2 separate regions of the Bos taurus genome follow, and region 2 is linked to region 1. The links are chromatin contacts, called in public Hi-C maps. All regions are on one chromosome and are shown on one strand. The core of a region is the stretch at or near the end of the contact, and the rest is flanking DNA. Distances in the headings are between cores, read along the strand shown.

Region 1 (4,528 bases), core at 1,785-4,284:
CTGGGCAGGCTATTCATAGGAGAGCAGAGCGTGCTATTTGCGTCTGCCTGGCATTTGAATGAGGCTCCCCTAACTGCGGCTGCCTGGCCGAGCAGATGTGAGTCACGAGCCTCATTCACGAGCGAGGAGTGGCGGGGGCAAAGGCGACCTGCCTCTCCAGTGCAGCCAAGGGCACCCAGGGCCAGGAGGGGTGTGTCCAGGGATATCTCCTGCCCTCTGGAGGGCTTGGGATCCAGAGAGCGCATTTTGTAGGAATGTCAGCCTGATCCCTCTCCACGTGGGTGCCATGTGTCCTTGGACCCTTCCTGATCACCATCTTCATCCAGCATGTTAAGTGTGTGTTAGTCGCTCAGTGGTGTCCAACTCTGCAATCGCATGGACTGTAGCCCACCAGGCTCCTCTGTCTATGGAATTCTTTAGGCAAGAATACTGGAATGGGTTGCCAAGCTCTTCTCCAGGGGATCTTCCCGACCTAGGGATTGAACCCAAGTCTCCTGCATTGCAGGCAATTCTTTATCGTCTGAGCTACCAGAGAAGCCCCACCTTTGTCCAGGCTCCAAGACAAACACAGGAGACCATCCACAGCCCCTCCAAGGCCCCCAGAGAGGCCAAGCCCCCTCACCAGGCTGTGCTCCAATATCTTAGGTTTCTTGCACAAGAAAGCCAAGTGGAACGACTGCGGAAGGGCAGTTCCCAGATGTTGCACTGAGTCCCCATGCCACCTGTTTCCTGGCAACCATATAACAAGCTTTCGTGCTGGGGACAAAAGCACTGAGGCTGGGGGGCAATGAGTGTGAACTGACTGACGTATGGGTGATTCTTTCCCATCCTTAGCACCAGCCACCCTGGAGATGTCACCCACTGCTCCTTCTCCTAGTTATGCAGTTAAGCATAGTTCTGGCTGGTCCTGAGGCAAGAATATGCCTTAAGGAGGGTCCACTCTGATCCAAAGTCACCCCAAGAGGTCCACCCTAGGCCTAGGTACTCCTCATCTAAGGAGCCCTGAAAGAGTGCTCCCAGGGCCTCACTGCAGAATCAGCTCCACTCATAGCAGCCTTAATGGTTCATAGCCATCTCAGGCCCGAAAGAAAAATTCCAGCTATAAACAAAAAACAAAGTGGCATTTAAGTCCATTGACCCCACGCATCAGGAATGGGCCAGGTCCTCCTTCCTGGTGGTCTCCACTTCGCTACGCTGTTTCTCCCGCTTCTGCTCTCACAGATTGGAAGGCCCCAAGGGCTCTGCACACGATGACACTGGGGGCCTATGAACACCTAGTCAAGCCTTAGGTGTGTTTGGAGCTCATCCAGCTGTGGATGGCTCAGCTCCCCAGCTGAGCCAGGAGCTTCTCCAGGAACGTGCTGTGCCTTCCTCTCAGTAGCCCCACACAGACGCTCACAGCTGGCACACACGCAAGGAACTCACATGCGTTTAACACCTGACCACATCTCCGCAGCACCTAGACTTTGTTCCCAGTAGGGAGGGACCTCTCACTGTGCGTTTCTGTGGGCCCTACTGTCAGCTTGGACACAGAGTAGGCACATACTCACCACGGTTAATCTGACTTGTCTACCCTGAGGAAATACGTCTGCAAGTGATTCAACATTATGGCATAACAGACACAGACAGGACCATCTGATGCAAATTTACACTAATGAACATATTATGGCAGATGCTATGGATTCAAGGACTGATGCAAATTCCACCTTCAACAAACTAGTAACCTATTTAGAAAATTATACTTTTCCAGCAATCCTACTCCTGGGCATATACCTGAAGGAAACTCTAATTCGAAAAGGTACATGTCCTGCAATGTTTATAGCAGCTCTATTTACAACAGCTAAGACATGGAAGCAACCTGCGTGTCTGCCAACAGATGAGTGGATAAAGAAGATGTGGCACATATATACAGTGAAATACCATAAAAAAAGAATGAAATAATGCCATTTGCAGCAACGTGGATGGACCTAGAGATTATCATACAAAATGAAGTCAAAGATAAATATAATATAATACCATTCATATGTGGAATCTAAAAATGATGATACAAATGAACTTATTTACAAAACAGAAACAGACTCTTAGACTTAGGAAACAAACTTATGGTTCCCAAAGGGGAAGGTGGGTGAGGAATAAATTGGGAGTTTGGGATTAGCAGATACAAACTACTATATATAAAATAGATAATCAAAAAGGACTTACTGTATAGCACAGGGAACTATATTCAGTACCTTGTAATAAATTACAATGTAAAAGAATCAAAGACGTATATATATCAACTGAATCACTTTGCTGTACACCAGAAACACGTAACATTGTAAAATCAACTACACTTCAGTTTTTAAAATTAAAAAAAAAATTATACCTTTTAATATTCTTTGTGAGCAAAGATGGTTCATACATAGAAGACATGGTGTTCAGGCTGTTTACATAGAAAAAGAGCAGAGTCTCCTGCTAAATCGTACCTTCATTCAATGTTTATGGGCATCTACTTGGTACGAGGTTGCTTACTCAAATTAAACAAGGCACAGGTGAGTGCTGCATGGATAACTCACAGTCCAGTGGGGCCAAAGGCGTGTTTCAAGGAATGCCTTACTCTGGGGCAGGTGCTGCTGAGAAGTATGGCCTAAGCTCCTTGGAGGTGGGGAGAGAGATCAATTCTTCCTGAGGTCAGAAAACGAGGATAGAGTTTGAGGAGGTCTCCCAAAGGAGGGGCCATTTGAAGGATGGACAGATCCAGACAGACAATAGCAAATTCTGGGCTGGAAAGTGAAAGTGTTAGTCACTCAGTCGTGTCTGACTCTCTGTGACCCCATGGACTATAACCTGCCAAGCTCTTCTGTCCATGGAATTGTCCAGGCAAGAATAATGGAGCGGGTTGCCATTCCCTCTTCCAGGGGATCTTCCCTGGAGATCAAACCTGCATATCCTGCCTTGAGGGCCGATTCTTTATCGCCTGAGCCACCAGGGAAGCCGGGGGACATTAACCAAGGCGTCCAAACCCAGCTGTGTTTTGGGAATGGACTTGTCTCCCCTGCAGCTACTATGGGGGATGGCTGGATGACAGCATGAGATCAGGCGACACCTCTGGCTAGGGGATGAGTCCTTTGCTTCTCTTGAACAAGTTTGCTTTTCTTGAGGATACTTCCCAGTCTGAAATCGCTGCCTGGATCCACTTTTCCTAGAGAAGAGTTGGGTGAATGGCTAGAGCGGGGTGAACGGACTTTCTGACGTGCAGGGCAGAACTTTAGCTGGAAAGCAGGACCCACAGCATGACCAAGGACACCCTGGGGCACCTGGCAGGAGGCCATGCATGACCACACCTCAGGTCTGACCAGCTAAGTTTGGACAGATCCACTCTAGCTCTTTCCCCTTCATGTGACTAAGAACCTTATCATAAAAAAGCTGTAAAAATGCCAAACTTTAACCCTGTTAAAGTCACACTGTTCTGGCCTTGGCCACCCTGATGGGATTTTACAACTCACCCTCCACAACAGGAGTCCTTGAATAGCCTGAGGCCTGCCAGAATCCATGATGAGTGACTAATGCCTTCACGGACTGGAGCTCACCCCCATTCCCACCCTCCCCTTGCCAATCCCCCACCTTGGCTCACTGTGACCTTCCACAGCGGCCTCCTGTTCAGTGACAAGTACAAAGTGAGAAATTTCCAGTGTTCTGAACCTCGGGAAGAATGTATGAGTGTACCCTAGAGGGCTCATCAGCTAACATGGTATTTTCCTTGGGATTAATGAAGCGTGATGGAATTCTTAGCTGCTGTTGTAATGATTAATATGTCAAGTCAATATCACAAGAGAGGTGAACAGGAAAGGGATGCAGGAGTGAGCATGGGGCAGGGGTGGTTAGGGAAGGGGAAAGTGAGAAGGGCAGAGAGAAGGCAAAACTGGCGAAGGGAAAGGGAAGAAAGAGAAGAAAAGGGGAGGGCTGGGAGACAGGGGGAAGGGGGCTGATGGGGTTTTATTCCATGGGTTACATTGGATCAAACAGGCCTAAGAACTTTGGTGGCGTGGAGGGTGGTGGTGGCAGTCCTCCTGCCCTGGGCCGTGCTGGTAGAAAGCTGGGTTGAGTCAGTTCAAAACGAGCGCTCTCCTGGGAGTGGTTGTGAACAGAATGTTCTGCCTACACGTGTCATGGGACGTCATGGGTGCTTGACAACTAAGGGATGTGTTTTCTCCCCAGAAAAATATGCAGAAAGAGAAACTGTGCAACTAGTGTCCGGGGGCTCACCAAACACCTAACCTTCATAAAAGAGCAAAAAAACAGCCCTGGACTTCCCTGATGGGCCAGTGATATAGATTCTACCTGCCAATGTAGGGGACATGGGTTGATACCTGTTTGGGGAACTAAGGACTTCCCTGGTGACTCAGACAGTAAAGAATCTGCCTGCAATGTAGGAGACCTGGGTTTGATCCCTGTTGGTAAGATCCCTTGAAGAAGGGAATGGCTACCCACTCCAGTATTCTTGCCTGGAGAATCCCATGGAGGGTGGAGCCTGGAGTGCTATAGTCCA
Region 2 (4,030 bases), core at 713-3,212, 170 kb before region 1:
AGATTCTGATTTATTTGACCTGGGCTGGGGCCCAGGCTTTTCCCAAGATTCCTTGGATGATGATGGGATTGAGAACCACTGCAGAGCAAAGTCTTGGTGTCAGACAGAGATAGGCTAAAAATCCCCAATCCTGGCATATATACCTATTTTCTCTGAATTTCCCTTATGCTTGCATGTGTGCTAAGTCACTTCAGTCATGTCTGATTCTTTGCAACCCTATGGACTCTAGCCTGCCAGGTTCCTCTGTCTGTGGGATTCTCCAGGCAAGAATATTGGAATGGGTTACCGTCCCCTCCTGCAGGTGGTCTTCCTGATTCAGGGATCAAACCCACATTTACATCTCCTGCATTGGCGGGCGCATTCTTTACCCCCAGCACCACCTGGGAAGCTGCATATATTAAATATATATATGTATATACATACACCATATGTATATTTTTTTAAAAAACAGAAAAATCCTATTCCATCGAGTGGCTATAAGCATTAAATTGGAATAGTATGTAAAGCAAAGAGTAGTTTCTCAATAAATTTGACTCTTCTTTCTTTTCTACATTTTAACGGTGATAGCAAAGAAGTAGCCTGAAGTCATCCATTGAAAGAGAACAGGCATGAGGGTCACTAGAGGGGCCTGACATTTTGAATGGTGTTTGACATAGATCAGTATATCTGAATTCTTCTCTGTATTCTGCTCTCTTCACCCACTGACCCCCCCCCATTTTTTTTTTTTTTTTCCTGGAATAAATATCCATGTAAATCAAGACCTGGACATACTTAATCCCCCAGGAAGCAGGGCTGTCCAGTCAATGATTTGGATCACTTGATTCCGGTTGGGCAACTTCCATGGACCTTGCACTTATATAGGTTTTCTGCTTGTAAGCTGTAGCTTTACACTAGCTTTACTCTTTTTGGGAGATCAAGTGAAGGCAGGAGGAGATTGGCTAGGGGCAAAGACGCCACTCCTCTCTGCCAGATGCACATTGTGCTACTTCTACACATGAGGTGGTTCTCTGCCAGTCCAGCTTTTGTAAGATGCCTCAATGAATGTGCAAATAATTCCACACGGCCCCACCCAGGGGCATCAGATACCATTTTCATTCTCATTTGTGAACACACAGTATATGAAAAATTCTGGTGCCGCAGGAGCCAGGGCATGGAACTAAAATATGTAAATAGTAGCAATCAATGCCTTGTCCAAAAGCAAACATTGTACTCCAGGCTTGGATTTTTATTCCATGTGTACTTCAAAAGCTGCAGGAAGTAAAAGAGAAAACAAACAAAAACCCAAAGCCCTCACCTCTGGACTCTTGATCTTCTTCAGGTAACCCTGCCCCAGACCACTGTTTGGCATCTGCCTATATTCGGCGATGGCAGTTAGGACCCCTCCAGCCAAGGAAGCCCCCTCTTGTGCCTTACTCTTGTACCTGTCTTTGAGTAGAACTTCTGCCCAGGCCCTGGCCAAAAGTCTGGTTTGGGGTTCTTTTCCATTATCATTGCTTTTGCTGCTGCTGCTAAGTCGCTTCAGTTGTGTCCGACTCTGTGCGACCCTATGGACGGCAGCCCACCAGGCTCCTCCGTCCCTGGGATTCTCCAGGCAAGAGTACTGGAGTGGGGTGCCATTGCCTTCTCCGCCCATTTCTTTTTCTACCCACCTTTTCCCCACCCAGTGACTGAGTTTCCCAGTGTTTCAGCTGCGAGAATCTGCCCCATGCGGGAAGCTTTGTCCAGCAAACATTGCTGTCCAGCCAGATGGGGGAAACTGCCAGAAGCATGGTATATGGAGGCAATGGTGGGTTTTACAGTGGCCCCTTGCTAAGGAACTGCCAGTCTACCATCCAGCTGCCTTCTCCGGCCTCCCACTGCTGTTCTTGTTGGGCAACTGTCTGACGTTGCTGTCTGCCTGAACTGTCTCAAAGGGCAAGATGGCGCCAGGGATCTCTGGCCCTTCTCCTTCCTCTCGCCCGGTATTCCTGGCCCTTTTTCCTGTAATCACCAGGCCCATGAGCCATTTGAGTGTGCAGCTATTTTTACTAGAGTGTAAAGGATTCTCAGGGTATAAACTATATTTAGCAAAGGTTAAAGTTTGCATTACACAATCAGTGGGGCACAGAATTCAATCATTAAACATCCTGGTTTTGGTCTTCCTGCTTCATTCATCTACAAATGGGTTTTTCCAGACCTAACCCTTTTCCTTTCGATTCAGCCTACAGTCTTTGTTTCCTGTAAGAAAGGGAATTCTTTTCTTTTTATGTCTCAAGTCCCAATTCTACTGCAGACAGAGATTTTCTTATGGCCATCAGAACCTCTGATTTAGAAGGAATCTATGAAGAATGTTAAATGGAATCCTTCCAGGATTGAAAAAAAAATCTAGTCTAGAAATTCTTAAAAACACAAACTGCCCACCTAGAAGCTTCAACTGATGCTCATTGATAACTGTAGTTGACTTTTCAGGCCAAGGTACTAAGGAGGGATTATGTCTGAGGGTGTTTAAATCAGCATGAAAATGAAAAGGAGGGCTGTAAGCTAGCTGAACTGTGGTGTTGGAGAAGACTCTTGAGAGTCCCTTGGACTGCAAGGAGATCCAACCAGTACATCCTAAAGGAAATCAGTCCTGAAAATTCATTGAAAGGACTGATGCTGAAGCTGAAACTCCAATACTTTGGCCACCTGATGTGAAGAGCTGACTCATTTGAAAAGACCCTGATGCTGGGAAAGATTGAAGGCGGGAGGAAAAGGGGATGACAGAGGATGAGATGGTTGGATGGCATCACCAACTAACTGAACATGAGTTTGAGTGAACTCCGGGAGCTGGTGATAGTCAGGGAGGCCTGGCGTGCTGCAGTCCATGAGGTCACAAAGAGTTGGGCACGACTGAGCAACTGAACTGAACTGAACTGAAAGCTAGCTCATCTAAAGAGGAAGTGGACAGCAGGGTCCAGGATGTATAACATGACATGCAGCCAAGCTGTTCCTTTGGCTGCTGGAAGTGCAGTGTGCTAACAGCCTGAGGGGCTAGACCTATATAGGAAGGGCTTCAGCTGCAGAGTCACCTCATTCGAGGTGACACCCCCCTCCTGGGGCAGCCTGCACCCGGTGGCTGGTCAGGGTTGCATATATAGGCCTGGTCCCTTCACCTCAACTCTAGAGAGCGTGCCTGCTTCAGAGTTCTAGGGTTGAACAGCCTTTCATTGAGGCTGCGTCACTGCCCAGCCTCCCCTCTACCTCTTGCACACGTGGAAATTTCCAGAGCACTTCCTAATAAACTCCTGCATGCATCTCCATCTCGGCCAGGCTTCCCAGGAAACGCAACCTGAGACAATGACCTTCACCAAGCCACATGTGATTCTCCTGATTAATTCTCTGGGGCAGTCCCACATTGCTACATGGCTACGAGAGTCAACAGACCCAGGAGCATCAGTATCTCAGGTGAAGGTATTAGAAATGCGAAATCTCAGTCCCCATGCCAAAATGATAAAATCTGAATCCCTATCTGAACAAAGTCCTCAGATGATTCATATGTATATTAATGTTTGATCAGCACTGGCCTACATAATAATTGGATGAGAAATGATGAGAAGGAATGTTTATTGGAAGTACAGAAGTATCCTGGCTCAATGGGAGTCATCTGTTTTTAGTTCAGAAACTATTTTTCCTACTAAAAGGAGTTTAAAGACTCATTACTTTTCCACAGTCCAATCACAAACAAAAGAGCAGAACACAGAGGCAGCTGGTCAATTGCTCAAGTTAGGAAACCAAGCTGCACTATTAAGCAAACAAGGAAAAAGCTTATATGTAAAGTAAGTGCCAGCATTTCTTAGAGTATAAAGATTAAACTCTTCCCTTGCAATACAATAGATGAGCTTCAAACACACCAAGAGACTTAGAACCTTCCCAAAGGACCGCAGGGGAACTAGTATAAAGAAAGCCTCCCACATAGGTGGCAAGAGCATGAATTCACATTGATTCTCTGAGCCACACCATTGAAAAGATTTCCACCAGATCTTCAGTGAGAAAAAATTAGTTTATGTTAGAA

Evidence for each region. Hi-C and Micro-C count contacts between places; a contact is called where the count stands out from the background.
Region 2: a Hi-C map of liver shows a contact between it and region 1, with 1.8 times the contacts expected there. The contact joins two enhancer-like sites. A contact is called at or near these places in 2 of 11 Hi-C or Micro-C datasets (liver and skeletal muscle).

Annotation. Positions count from the first base shown.
Region 1 is chr3:26,794,152-26,798,679 of ARS-UCD2.0, reverse strand. No RefSeq gene overlaps it. Among named protein-coding and RNA genes, the nearest start is that of CD58, 87 kb to the right of the region's middle. Within about 2 kb of position 3,034, at least 19 of the 102 cell types and tissues checked have an H3K27ac peak or open chromatin away from gene starts, as enhancers often do. A contact at or near this core is called in liver, where this site is marked.
Region 2 is chr3:26,960,368-26,964,397 of ARS-UCD2.0, reverse strand. No RefSeq gene overlaps it. Among named protein-coding and RNA genes, the nearest start is that of ATP1A1, 43 kb to the right of the region's middle. Within about 2 kb of position 1,962, at least 4 of the 102 cell types and tissues checked have an H3K27ac peak or open chromatin away from gene starts, as enhancers often do. A contact at or near this core is called in liver, where this site is marked.